Regions from separate parts of the Zea mays genome. Here regions 2 and 3 are each linked to region 1. The links are chromatin contacts, called in public Hi-C maps. All regions are on one chromosome and are shown on one strand. Each heading gives the region's core, a stretch centred on a gene start, on an enhancer-like site or on the middle of the called end of the contact. The rest is flanking DNA. Distances are from core to core; before and after follow the strand shown. Region 1 holds the start of LOC100282352. Region 2 holds the start of LOC100281947. Region 3 holds the start of LOC100278491.

The links. A called contact is a pair of places that touch in the nucleus more often than the background predicts.
Region 2: a Hi-C map of leaf shows a contact between it and region 1, with 9 times the contacts expected there. The contact joins the promoter of LOC100281947 here to the promoter of LOC100282352 in region 1. A contact is called at or near these places in 5 of 25 Hi-C or Micro-C datasets (bundle sheath, ear, leaf and 2 more) and 1 of 3 datasets of contacts at active chromatin or transcription factors (leaf).
Region 3: a Hi-C map of tassel shows a contact between it and region 1, with 2.5 times the contacts expected there. The contact joins the promoter of LOC100278491 here to the promoter of LOC100282352 in region 1. A contact is called at or near these places in 2 of 25 Hi-C or Micro-C datasets (ear and tassel).

Annotation. Positions count from the first base shown.
Region 1 is chr8:139,357,715-139,360,414 of Zm-B73-REFERENCE-NAM-5.0, forward strand. It overlaps LOC100282352, which reads left to right and starts at 1,327. Exons shown (of 4, transcript NM_001155264.3): 1 at 1,327-1,646. The coding sequence starts at 1,460.
Region 2 is chr8:139,630,843-139,633,542 of Zm-B73-REFERENCE-NAM-5.0, forward strand. It overlaps LOC100281947, which reads right to left and starts at 1,277. Exons shown (of 3, transcript NM_001371805.1): 1 at 939-1,277; 2 at 707-841; 3 at 126-623. The coding sequence starts at 1,177. The coding sequence ends at 407.
Region 3 is chr8:139,030,610-139,033,309 of Zm-B73-REFERENCE-NAM-5.0, forward strand. LOC100278491 reads left to right here and starts at 1,357. Exons shown (of 1, transcript NM_001151753.2): 1 at 1,357-2,572. The coding sequence starts at 1,395. The coding sequence ends at 2,372. LOC100501664 (putative cytochrome P450 superfamily protein) reads left to right here. Exons shown (of 4, transcript NM_001196342.2): 3 at 51-143; 4 at 254-833. The coding sequence ends at 667.

The DNA.
Region 1 (2,700 bases), core at 77-2,576:
AAGAGCTAAAACGACTAATATTTAGAAACGGGAGTAAAGACTCTCTCCGTTCTAAAGTATTAGTTGTTTTAGCTCTAGGTTTTTATGTCCATATTCATATGGATGATTATGAATCTAGATATTTATATAATACATACAATAATTATTCTATTAATTATTGTTTGAATCAACAAATTTAATTTGTGATAGATGGAGTATATTAACAAATTTAATTTGTGATAGATGGAGTATATTAGAGCATCTCCAACAATGCCTCAAACTAGTGCCTCAAATTAAAATATGGGGCTCTACACAGGAAAAACTACTCCAACAGTGCCCTATTTCATAAATTTTTGTCAAAAAACTATAGGGCACCCTCTCAAGTGCCTCAAATATACTACACCGTAGTGGGCTGCCCTATAATCTAGATTTGAGGCTTTACTGTTGGAGCGGGGTGTTTTGTTGGTGCCCTAAATTCTATAAAATTTACTTATTTTCAAATTATAGGACATTTTTATAGGTCACGTTGTTGGAGATGCTCTTAGGGCATGTTTGGTTTCTTTAAGTCTAAGGACTAAAATTTAGTTAGGAGACTAAAGTTTAGTCTATACCCTGTTTTGTTATAAAGACTAAAAATATTCAAAAAAACATTAAATGAATCATAAGATGACCAAAACACCCCTTAGTATTCTACTGCCATTAATGTAACTGAAATAAAGGAAGAGCAAAAGATAAAATTAATATGGTTTAGTCCCTTTAGTCACCCCTTGAGGGACTAAAGACTAAAAGAGTTTAGTCACTATTTTAGTCTCACTTTTTGACAATTTAGAGACTAAATGACACTAAAATGGGGAGACTAATTTTTAGTCTCTCCAACCAAACAGCCCTTCGAACCGTATGTCACATTTAACACTTAAACCCTTCCACCACCAGCTCAATAATCTTTATAAAAAAAACCCCTAAGAAACCATGAATGTATTTGTGGTTGGATCACGATCTAATGGATCAGATGATTTGCTTGCACGTTTACACAGAAGGACTATTTGCATAACAGTTGTTGCCGTTGTTTTTAGGGATTAATTTTTAGTCACTCTATTTTATTCTATTTCAATCCTCTAAATTGTTAAATATGGAGACCATAACTCTATTTTAATTTTCGTATTTAACAATTTAAAAAACTAAAATAAAATAAAATAGATCAAACAACACCTTACTATGGCAGCATGAGAAAGAGATAAAAAAGATGACGAAAAACGTCTGCACAGAAAAAGAGATGGGGCAAGGTCAAGGAAGCAAATATGCAGGGATCATTGTCACTGCCACATGCACCTCCGTGGCAAGTGTCCTTTGGCTTTGGCATCAATCAAATAGACAAGAGGCCACCTCTACCACCGCCATCCGCAGTCCATACAGTGACCCCCACGAGGTCAAGAACCTGTACGAGGAGAGGAAAGAACCTGGAAGAGAGGAGCTTGAGGAGATGGCGAGCGCCGAGGGCGAGAGGTGGGTGGGACTGGCGACGGACTTCTCGCAGGGGAGCCGAGAGGCGCTGCAGTGGGCGGCGACCAACCTGCTCCGCGCCGGCGACCACCTGCTGCTGCTGCACGTCATCAAGGAGCCCGACTACGAGCAGAGCGAGGCCATCCTCTGGGAATCCACCGGCTCCCGTACGCACCCTTTCTCCAATCTCCACCACCGCCTCCTCCTACCCTTTGCTATGCTTGGTTCTTGCAATTGAAATTCCTAGGGTGCTAGTGCTACTGCTACTCCTAGGTGGCTAGGTCCTAGCTAGGAGCTAGCCGTTCCTCAACTTTGTGGCTAACCTGTTTTCCCTCCCACAAACACTAGCGCTAGCATTTGCGGCCATTAAAGATCCGCAAACCCTAGGATACTTGGCACTTGCTGCTCCATGATCCATGCCGTGCATAGGTGTATGACATGTACAAGGCGATTGATTGGAACGACTGATCTTGCCCATCAATCTGCGCGCACTGGTTATGATTCCTGGCTACTTGCCTTAAGGCATGTACAACCTGAGAGTCAGTATAAGTACAAAAGACAGTTAAAAGACTGTACGATATAACCTTAAACTCTGGATCATAAATACAATTAAAAGACAACATACATATATAGTCGTGAAGAGACCGACTTCAACCATTTCTCCCATATTTGTCCTATATAAAAGATACTATCTATATATATTTGTTTTATTTTTTTGAAGTCATATACTATTTGTATTATTATAATACACATTGTTGTCAGATTATATAGCTTAAATAGAATTAATATCACAAAAAATGATGTAATTAAAGTATAGGCAAAGAATAATGCTCACCTCATATGTAGAGAAGTTTTATCTCTTCCCTATATTGGGAGCCTTGAGGAGCTGTTGAAGGGTAATTTCCCTCTAAAGCCCCTTACGTGGCTACGTATGGTGGGGTGAGAGATGGAGTGGATCGTTGGAGACAGTCTGAGTAGACCCAAATTCAGAGGGGTAGAGATAGTTGGATCTATGAAAGAGATAAACTGAGGCAAGCGTTTTTTTCCGCAAACGTGAGGCAAGCTTTCCCCGCAAATGCAGAGAGGCTGGTTTTGCTGGGAGGCTGGTTGGAATGCCTAGAACTAACCATGCCTTAAATTAAATATGTGCCAGCTTCAACATCAGTTTACTCGGTTTTCTAATGGCCGGCAACCAGTGTATGCTATTGCTACTTCAGTACC
Region 2 (2,700 bases), core at 27-2,526, 270 kb after region 1:
TGTAGTTTGGTGTTGGTGTGTCAGCGTGTATATTGTAACTCCCACACACACACACACACACACTGGGCTTGCAATCTCATACAAACATACCTGATGAATGGAAGGCCGGAGGGGGTATATTTGACAGGGAAAAAAAAGTAGTACCAAAGTTTCATATAGTTCAGTTTGTGTACAAGAGCCAAAAAGGTCTACTAGTTTGCTTCAGTGCCTACCCATGCGGAGTCTGCAAACATGGCTAGGGCCTGGTGGCACGGCCGGCGTAGCCAAGGGCTGCGACTGATGCCTCCTGCCTGGGGAGCGTTCAGCCACACCTGCACTGCATACAAGATGTAACTAAGAATCGGGTCCAACATCCATTGGGACAGAGTCTGTACATCTTATTACACGGCCGTCGGGATGGATAATATTAGTTGACGAGGGAGCCCGGCCCCGGCCCCGGCGGCTGCGTGCCGGCGACGAAGAAGCGGCCGGAGGCGGCGTCCTGGCTGGCGTAGTACACCGTGCTGGGGCTGGCGTGGTTGTGCGTCCCCTCGTACGTGGTGACCACGTAGCCGGGGTCGTCCCTGTCCCGCTCCACCCGCTTCTTCACGTTGCACCCTTCCGTCGAGCACCGGTAGTAGTTCCTGACAGAACAGTTGTCGTGAAGTGAGTGCGCTAGCAGTCCAGTCGTGTGGTGTTGTAAATTGGGACGCACACAGTTAGCTACCTTGGGTTGGGGCTGTTCTTGACGGACTTCTTGCCGTACTTCCTCCACTTGTAGCCGTCGTCCAGGACCTCGACCTCCGACCTCGTCCGGAACGCGATCCGGTCCGTGCGCGGCCGCTCCGGCGCCGCCGCGCTCCTGAAACGCCCACACAGGCACAGCCCGCCGCCGGGTACGGTTCAGACCAATGAACGGAAGGCCCAAAGCAGAAACAGGTGCCAAGCACGCCACTCACCCAGCGCCGCCTGCGCTGATCGCACCGCCACCACTGGCGTCCGGCGGCACGACGACGGAGGCGTCGTCGAAGAGGAACTCGGATATGTCCAAGTGCGCGGCGGAGAGGCTGGACGCGGGGCTGGAGCTGCCTCCGCCGCGGGAGAAGTAGGAAGAGGACATGGGGGCGGGGGCGCCGCCCGCCGGCGCCGGGTGGGGGTGGTGGTGGTACAGCACTGGGCGCGCTCCGACTGCCGCCATGGCCGGGTGGACCGCCGCCGGGGAAGCTTTGTACTTATAGTAGCGGCTCCGGGGATCGGTGAGCTGCCGGTGCCGGTGCCGGTGCGCATGGGGGAGGAGTGGGAGGGATGTCGACCGGGGGCTGGGATTTGTAGCGGGGATGTGTGGTGTGTGATTGCACCGGCTTCCCGGTGAGCTTCCTGCGCTGGCTGCCTGGGACTGGGAGAAGGTTCGGAGCTGCTGCGCGGGTCGCCGCCGCTCGCGCGCCCGGCGTGGCACTTATAGTTATAGCGGGGGCGGGCGGAATTGTGTGTCTGTCTGCGGAGGGAGAGCCACGACTTGAAGGGGTCTTCGCCACGTCGTAGCTAGCTAGTGCCGTGCGGGGTGGGCCGGTGGGGAGCTCGCTTTCGAGTTGTTCGAGGAGTTTTCAATTGCCGTCTCTGCTCACTGCTCTGCTGGGACCACGACTGCTGGCTGCGCCCGGAACACCCGTATCGTATATGCATGTTGCATGGACTGATGGATGAATTGCACCATGCATGTGCTGCTTGTATTGGCCGGGAGAGTGTAAATTTAATTCGACCATATATACATCGCCGTATGCATGATTTGTATTCGTGTGATGAAGCGGAACGGCCACCCAAGAGGAGACGTCCTTTTCACATGTCATCAAAGGTCGCTGCTCTCGCCGCATATATATTCAACTCGATCGGATCCACGTCGCCGGCCCTCACTCTTGGTCCATCTCAAACACAAAACAAGATTGGCCGGGTAACCAACGCAAAGCCAAGCTGAAACGTGCGCCGTGATGGATCTAGAAGCCCCAGCCAGCCATGGACTGATTCGGCGCAGCTTCGTGGAGTGGGTGGATTTATTCGCAGCCTAGCTTCATCTCCATGCCTTGCTGTGTTACCGACCGATATAAATGGCCGAATTCCGCGGGGGAGTGAGGATGTACTCCTCCAGCTCGCCGTGTCTTCTGGATTTTCTACGTGATCTCACTGCATGGATCGGTCGGCCGCCGGTGCCCCCCCCCTGGTGGTATGGTGGCGAGCACATGCTTATTACTAGCACAGGCCACGTGGGGCCGCCGGCGGGTGCAGATAGATGCAATGTGTATGTGTACCTCTCAGAGCGACGCGCACGTGTGACACATCGACCATGTGTGCCCTGCCCACTCATCAGGTGGGTAGATTAGATGACCGTCGAGCTAAGCTAAGCTACCATGTTTGCACTATGCATCCTGCTACATACATCCTGCTAGTGTTAGTACTATGCATGCTCGATCGAGAAAGAAGCGTCTGCTGAGATACGGACAAAATGCCGTGATCCACCGCCCCCGATTAACCCGAGCGAGACTGAGACAGCGACGGCCACGGCAAAATCGTCCGCCACCGTTTCCTGATTTCAGAAGCTTCCACCCGGGCCGCGCTCTCTCTCGCCACCCGAAGGTTGGCCGACGACGACGGCCCGTGCCGTGGTGGTGGTGGGATTCGGCAGGCACCATCAGGTCGCCGTTGCCTCCATCTCTTCTTGGAAGCCTC
Region 3 (2,700 bases), core at 107-2,606, 330 kb before region 1:
CACACCAGACCAGATAAATGTCGAATAATCCGAATCTGTTGTTGATGCAGTCAGTTCAGCTGGAGCTGAAGCAGCAGCAGCAGCAGGAGGAGGCAGATCATGATCTCCTCCAACATCTCAACAGCATGGAGCTTGCATACATGGTGTCTGTCCGTCGTCCGATCCACAACATACATATGCATCTCTATCAGCAAGCTGGAAATTAATTAAATGTTATTAATTCTTGCTGCTTATTGCATTAATTTGCATGCAGACGGTTAAAGAATCATTGAGGATGGCGAGCATAGTTTCCTGGTTTCCAAGGGTAGCACTCGAGGACTGCCAGGTCGCAGGGTTCCACATCCACAAGGGGTGGATTGTGAACATTGATGCGAGGGCCCTACACTACGATGCGACGCTCTACCACAACCCCACCATGTTTGATCCTTCAAGATTCAAAGGCGGGCATAGCATGCACACGAAGCAGCCGTACAGCTTCCTGGTGTTTGGAGCAGGCGGGAGAACCTGCCTGGGGATGAACCTCGCCAAAATCATGATGCTCATTTTTCTGCACCACCTTGTTACAACATGGAGATGGGAGATGGCCGACGACGACCCCAGCCTTGAGAAGTGGGCAATGTTTCCCAGGCTCAGAAACGGATGCCCCATTCACCTCGCACGCATATGATGATTAAGCATGCACTAGCTACCAGAGGAAACTAGTATATATCTTCTGTAACCCTAAACCACAATGCAACCACAAAGCACCGATGTGATGTGTACTTTATTTTCACCACCTTATGTATGTAATTGTCTCGCATGTTATATCAAGAGAAGTACTCTATTCCTCTCTCTCTCTTATGGAGCTCTTGTCGGTTTAGGCTATTAAAGAGCTTAATTGATAGATTTCTCTATTTACAATGACTTGACGAATCGTACATTCATATTGATTTGAGAGATTTTCATATAAACGATTCTCATACAAATAGGTTGAGAAGCAAAGCCCGATTCTAACCCCATAAGGTCTTGTTCGTTGTGCCGGATTGATGAGTCGGAACGATTCCTAACCGAATTGATTCTCTAATTTATATAAATTTTAATTAGGGCATGTTTGGTTAGCTCTCAATCCATGTGGATTGAGTGAGATTGGATGAGTTTGAATCTCAAATAAGTCAAACTTCTTCTCAATTTTTTCCAATCCCATCTAATCCATGTGTTTTGGAAATAACCGAACAAGCCCTTAACTGGAACAATTCCGGATGCGATCCGACACAAACGATCAAGGCCTAAAACTCGATCAAACAGTGGCGGGTCCCGCCCTGCACTCAACTGCGGTGACTTCACTCTTGTCCTGCCACGTCCCGCCCCGTCCCGTCGCCCGTGGCCGCCCCAGCTGCCGCGTGCCGCCCGTTTCCATGGCTATGGAGGGGAGCGGCGGCAGCCAGAGCCAGCTGATCCATCCGGCCGTGGACGAGGCAGCCCTGGCCGTCACCAAGAGAGAGCGCAAGAGAAGCAGGTACCTCTCCCCTCCCTATACCGACACAGGCGTCCTCCAAGAAAAGAAGGCCGCCGGCAGCCAGAAGCAGCGAGAGGAGGGGCAACCCCATGTCTCCGGCGCGGAGGTGCTCCCCACTCTCCGAGCCTCAGCGCTCGGGCAGGGTAAGGGGATGGAAGCGGCAGCCCTCCGTTTCATGGCCATGGATAGCAGGAACAGGAACAGCATTTTCGTCGACGACCATCCCGATTCCCATGCTGCCGCGGGCGGTGCCTCCCAAGACGATGGTGTCAGCAAGCCTCCATCAGCTGCTGGTGTTGGCCGCAAGATGATGCTCAACCTTAATGCAGGCCCAGACGACGGATCGTCCTTGGCCAAGAAGAGGAAGAGAAAGACGATGAAGACCGTTGGGCAGCACAGCTATGTCGGGAATCCTGTGGCACTTGTGCTGGACTTGGCAGAGGGAACTCCGCTGCCCTCCAGGGAGGACCTCCTCTCCACTTTCAGCAGGTTTGGCTTTGTGATCGACTCCGAGACCAGCATCACCCAAGACAAGAACAAGCACACCGCGCGCGTGGTGTTCGCCACCAGGGCTCAAGCAGAGAGCGCCTTGAGCTGTGCCGCGACTCTTGGCGGCGCATTTGCAGCACCGAGCGTCCAGGATCTCCCTCCCATCACGCCTCTTCCAAAGCTCCCTCTCACAGATATTAGGAACAATCTTGGGAAGATGATCTTGTCCTTGTCGTCTAAAGCCAAGTCACCTCAAGAAGCGAATGCAAAGCCGGCCGTGGACAGTCTCAGTCTTGTGGGAGAAATGCAACATCTTCTTGCCAAGGTTGACAAGGTGCTGCAAGCGCAGCGTGCATCTGCTACAGATCATCATGCAATCCACCACTGACCAGTCTGTATGGTTAGGATGCATCTAGGTCGTTCAGCTACTGACCCATGTTCCTTGTAGCTGCTGATCGTCAGTCTTTTGTAAATGGATCCTGAAATCCACCAGTTCAGCGGCTGGTTTCTCTCCCCATGCATTTGTGTAAATGGTAGACCTACATGCATCGCTGCTCTATCTAGTGGTACTCCGCACTAGCATCCTTTATCATCCTCTGTCAGGGTAATGTTCCTTTGCTGGTGGTATCCCACCTTTGACCTGAGACAACAACAATAATTGGAATCCTGTCATAAGTTTACACTTTGTACTCCAAAACAAAACAAAACAAAACAAA